Linked DNA regions of Ovis aries: region 1 is linked to region 2. A link is a contact called in public Hi-C data. All regions are on one chromosome and are shown on one strand. The core of a region is the stretch at or near the end of the contact, and the rest is flanking DNA. Distances in the headings are between cores, read along the strand shown. Region 1 overlaps SPATS2L (spermatogenesis associated serine rich 2 like). Region 2 holds the start of SPATS2L (spermatogenesis associated serine rich 2 like).

Region 1 (2,727 bases), core at 204-2,703, 180 kb before region 2:
CAACTCAGGGATATATTCATGACCTTCCTGTCATAGTTCACCAGAATTTGACTGCCAGTCTGGACAGCAAGACCTTTGATCTTTAAAATGGTCACCAGTTTTGAAAAGCAATTTTCTCTACTACCTGTGTTGGCTTAGACTTAATCCCAGCATTCTTCCTGAGGATCTGGAGCGTGGGTAGGGATCACAGCACATTAGAAATGGAAATGACACGGATGCATCTCCAGGCCCTTCATCTGACAGGTCAGGTCATGTTGGGGGTTGTCCAAACAGGACCAGGGGATTTTAGTGGCTCTTTGCTAACAATGTTCAGTTTTCTAGGGGTCATTATTAGGGTCATTTTCTAGGGTTCAGTAGCTGTGAGCTTCAAATGTGCTCTCAACAAAGCCCAGAAGTAAAGGGCCTTTTGAGGACCACTGTCTCCCAACATGGGAGGCTGGGTTCCAGTGTGGACACTTGGGATTTGGTGAGGGATGGTTCCTCCCACTAGGTGGCACTGGTGTGCTCTGGAGGAGAGCAGAGGACGCTGCACTGCCCTCCCCTCCTCAGATGGTGGGGTCACTTGGCATCAGGGGCTCGCCCGTTATCAAGCTGAAGTGGAAACTAGTCTGCGTAGTTAAATTTCCAACTGTGAATCATATAGTCTGGCTTTTTTCTACAAAATCTTGGGATGGAGAATGGCAAATGGAGTAGATTCTTTCATAAGAGAGGAAGTATATAGAAAAAAAAAGAAAATAATTTAAAAGAAAGGCAGTCAGAAATTCAGATATTTGTCAAAGACAGGTGAACAAGGATGCTCACAGCAATGTTATTTTAATGGTGAGAAGATGGAAGCAACCTAAATGGCCACAATCCTGGGACTGTTTATGTCAATTATATTTAAGTAAATTATGGGTTAAAATATATTGACATGGAAAAATGTCAACCATATATTGTGAAATGATAAGAGCAAATTCTCTTACTATATATGTATGTCATGTAGTATAGTAAATAAGATGCAATATAATTAAATACACTGCATAATTTACACAATAGATTATATGTGCATAAAAGTATGAATGAGCCTCAAAAGTAATGTCGTGTTCTATTTAATATAGCTGTGTAATTTTTAGATCAAGATTGTATTTTTTATACTCAGAGAAAAAATGCAATTTCCACTTTGAAAAAAAAAAAAAAGTGCAGTCAGATCTCCATTTCTTAGCTCACTATGAGGCTGTGGATATTCCATGTCCTTCATCTGTCCTTCCTACCTCCTTGTGACTGTCCTTGGAGCCACTTAATGCAGGTTCCCACCTCCCTCAGTGGGTGGGCTGGAGCAGGGGGGAAAGAATCAGCCAATTTTGTTGCATGTTAACTGCTCTAATTAAGGGAGAGGCTAGGGAACTGCTGAGCAGTGCGTGTGTCACACACACACACACACACACACACACACACACACACACACAGAGCTGGGCCTTTCATGACAATAGCCCATTGTTCCCAGACTTATTAGGGAGACTTGCTCTTCCCATAACAGGTCTCTGTAGAACCAGACTTTTGAAATCAGAGACACTTGATCCGGCAATGCTTAAGAAAAGTTTGCGAAAGGTATAAACTAGTTGACCTGTTTTGTTCTGCTTAATAAATCCTGGAGATTTACTGATGGGCAGTGGCATTTGAAGACTCGAAGTTCCGATCTTGACATTTTTAGTGACTCGTGTCATGACCTTAGATCATTAAACTTCTTTAGACCTCACTTTAGCCCCCTGGGGGACCACACACCTGACATTTCCCATATTGACTCCAACAGCGCCAGTCTTACTCACACAGAATTATTTAGCAAGTATGCAGAACTCACTTTCTCCGCAGAGCATGATTTGGGCCTTGAGCTGTTCAATGTCACAGGAGAACCGGGCAGCTTTCCCGAGCTCTTCATCATATTTACGCTCGCTGACAAAGTGCTGCGGGGAAGAGACAGAACCCCATGATGACAGAAATGACTGGGACATGCTGCTGATCCATTCTCTCTGTCCTCCCGCCCCTGCTGTCGGTGTGAGAGCACCACCAGGCGGGGGGCAGGGCGACCCTGTGCTGGGAGGTGCCTTTCAAGAGGGCTTGGCTTCGTCCTGGAGCACGATCACCTTCTTGTTCTTGGGAACTTGTGCAGGTCCTGTCTTTACCCTACCTGGGCTTAGACAAAACTGTGGTTCAGGCAAGATGAGTGTCTGGACTCATCTACTTAACCTTTCAGCATCCTATGCCCTCTTTCTGGCACTTCCTGTCCTGTTGTAAGTTATGGGGTTGCCTTCTGGCCGTCTTACTAATCTGCCCAATGGCCTGCTCAGCTATCATTCCTCAAGAGAAAGTGTGTCAGCCTTCCTAAACATCCGTCTCCATTTTTAATAGGGGACCAGGAAGTGGTAAAGAACCTGCCTGCCAACGCAGGAGTTGTAAAGACATGGCTTCGATCCCTGGGTTGGGAAGATCCCCTGGAGGAGGGTGTGGCAACCCACTCCAGTATTCTTGCCTGGAGAATCCCACGGACAGAGGAACCTGGTGGGCTACGGTCCACAGGGTCGCAAAGAGTCAGACACGACTGAAACAACTTAGCACACTTAGTAAGTCCAAAAAGCCTTTAGTAACTAGAAACCATTATCGTGAATGGTAGAATTTCAAGTGCTGTTAAGGGAAGTGGGAAAGAGATTACTTTTCAGTTCATTTAAAATTAAGATCTATGTGCAGATGACA
Region 2 (2,700 bases), core at 61-2,560:
TCCCGCCCGCCGGCTCGCTTGCCAGTGCCGGCCCGAGAAAGGCAGGACGGCGACCTCCGCGTCCGGTCCGCGCGGCCAGCCCGCGTCGGCGCCGAGCGGGGGCCACACCCAGCGCCCCGGGAGGCGGCGGGGGCTGGGCGACTCAGGCTGCGGATCGCGCGGCCCGGGCTCAGCCACCGTCCCGGTTGCGCAGGCCCCGCCGCGTCCCGGCCCGAGCCCGGCGGGCGGGCGGGGAGTGGGTCCCGGGAGGCGGCGGCGGCCGGAGATCCCGGGCTTACCTCTGTGCCGAGCGCCGGCCTCTCCGTCCCGGACCGGGGACGGGGATCGGAGGCGCGGTTGCCGGGGGGAGGCGCGGCGGCGGTGGCGGCCCCTGCGGCGCGGAGGGCGGGCCGTGCAGGAGCCGCTGCCTGGGCCGCGCGCCGTCCGGAGCTAGCCCCGCGCTGCCGGCGCTCGCGGCGGAGGGCGCAGCCGGCTCGGCCCCCGGGCTAGATTCCTTCACTGACACAACTCCGGGTCGGCCCGCTCCACGCAGGGACACTCCCGCCCCTCGCAGGCTGCTCCCGCCCGCCGGCCAGCCGGCCAGCCCGCCCCTCGGTGTCACTCACCCAGGCGCACACACCCAGAGCCGGCGCCCCTCGCTCCCGCTCGCACACACAGCGCTGCTCACGCCTCTCTCGGGTTTTGTATCCGCTCACACGCACGTTCTGACACAGATCCCTTCCCTCCACACGCCCTCCCTAGCTCCTTTCCCACCCCACTTTCTAGAAGAATCCCCATACAGCTTCCGCACTTTGCTTGCTTGCCCCACACCACCCTCCTCGCCTTCCCCCAACCTCTCCCTCACTTAAGCTGCCTCTGTGCGATTCAGAGATGTTGCCACCACCGGCACGTGTTGCAGGAGAGGCACCCTCCCCTGCCCAGGAGAAGGAACTTTGCTCCCCCAGCACTGTCTATAAACGCAAGAGTCTTCTCTTTTTCAGAAAGCACTAAGGCTTTCTAGTGCTGAGCCAAGCTCAACATGTAAACAAAGGTAGCCGACTTCCGAAATGACCAGAAGAACCAGCAGCGGAAAAAGTAGGGGGGGTTGGGTTGGGTCTGACCTTAGAAACGCTGCTCACCCGAAGTGTCACGGCCCCTCCCTTTCACTGCCTTTCACGCTGAGTACTGGTTGCTCTAAACGTGTGTGATAACCAAGTTCCAGATAGATGCCGTGGGCACCAGCCCATGGATTTCTGCCTGAAAGTACAGTAATCGGAGAGTAAAGGCAGTTTCTCCGTCATTATTCATGATGGAAGCACTTCAGATAACACACCTCTTCCAGAGGCAGCAGAGTGAAATGCAGGCAGCTCTCCAGTTCAGTTGTTTTTTTTTTTTTTTCCAGGGTGACTTCACCTCCCTTCTTCTCAATACCAATAACTTTCTCAGCGGCTCCTTGGCTGTCAAAACTCAGACATACGCAGGCCAGAGTTCCTTACGACTCTCAAGTGGTACATCATCCAATGTTCAGGAATTCATAATTTGAAATTAGATACAAACACCTTTCTGGCAAAGCTCAAATCTGCTAACGTAATGTGCTCATGTTGACAAAACACTATTCTAATAAGGGATAAAGGAGCCGAAAGTGGAGGAACTTAAATTCTCATGTAACTTGTTGTGGTTCTTGTTATCCTGGATGGGAGTATGGGATCATAGAATTTTTTTAAAAATTTGTAAAAGCTTTGTTAAGTATTAACTCAATTATTCCTTTAAATAGTCCAGTCAGATAAGTAGTATTTTTGAACTTTGTTTTTTTTTTTATAGATAAACTGAGTCAAGGAGAGGAGAAATGGTAGAGGGAGGATTTGAACCTACACAGTCTGTCCCCATCGATGCTACTGAAAAGAAAGTTTGCTTCTAGAAGCCGTATTATATGCAAATATAAAGGATAAACTTCATACTACTTATCGAATTTAGATGGAAAGGTAACTTGGAACAATTTGACTTGGAATTTGATGCATTTTTTAGGTCCTCTGGCAAAATAATTCACTTAAGTTTTGAGGAGTTTCTCCTCATAATTAGAATTCCAAAATGAGTAATAAATTATTGTTTTCCTAGGAAGGGCTTTGGAAATAATATTGAACTCAGTCCTTTCATTCCATTTTCCTACTTCATTACCTCCTGGGACTCCAAAGCCAATTTGTTTAAAAGTCTGAAAGAAGAAAGCCTTCACGACCTGGATATGACCAGAGGGAAGAAAGGGTTTTCAGAGGCCTGTACCTGGCCTTTTACCTTTAAGGGCTACTTCTCAGTAAGTAGGTAGTCACACTTGCTTAGCCATTCAGTGGAGTCTGACTCTTTGCGACCCAATGGACTATAGCCCACCGGGCTTCTCTGTCCGTGGGATTTTTTTCAAGGCAAAGTAGGTAACTGGTATGTGTATGGCGAGTGAAAATATTAAAGCATTGAATGTGATGAAAATTAAATAAATGGAGAATGGGTGTATAGTAGTAGCCACTGTAACACAAATTAGACTAAAACTAATTCTCTTCTGGGAATGGAGGCCTAGTCCATCAAGAGACAATTATAAAGTAAAAGAAAATAATTACAACTTTCATTAGTCACTTAAGGGACCTAGCAAAAGAAGTTAGACTTTTAAAAGTTTATACAAAAAAAAAAAAATTAATTAAAAAAAAAAAGTTTATACAAAGACTTCCCTGGTGG

What was found. A called contact is a pair of places that touch in the nucleus more often than the background predicts.
Region 1: a contact with region 2 is called in a Hi-C map of hypothalamus, with 5 times the contacts expected there. The contact joins the enhancer-like site here to the promoter of SPATS2L in region 2. A contact is called at or near these places in 3 of 16 Hi-C or Micro-C datasets (hypothalamus, skin fibroblasts and tail adipose tissue).

What each region holds. Positions count from the first base shown.
Region 1 is chr2:202,784,232-202,786,958 of ARS-UI_Ramb_v3.0, reverse strand. It overlaps SPATS2L (spermatogenesis associated serine rich 2 like), which reads right to left. Exons shown (of 13, transcript XM_042244055.1): 11 at 1,838-1,940. Among named protein-coding and RNA genes, the nearest start is that of KCTD18, 38 kb to the left of the region's middle. Within about 2 kb of position 1,453, at least 15 of the 54 cell types and tissues checked have an H3K27ac peak or open chromatin away from gene starts, as enhancers often do. A contact at or near this core is called in hypothalamus, where this site is marked.
Region 2 is chr2:202,605,423-202,608,122 of ARS-UI_Ramb_v3.0, reverse strand. SPATS2L (spermatogenesis associated serine rich 2 like) reads right to left here and starts at 1,310. Exons shown (of 13, transcript XM_042244055.1): 1 at 1,119-1,310.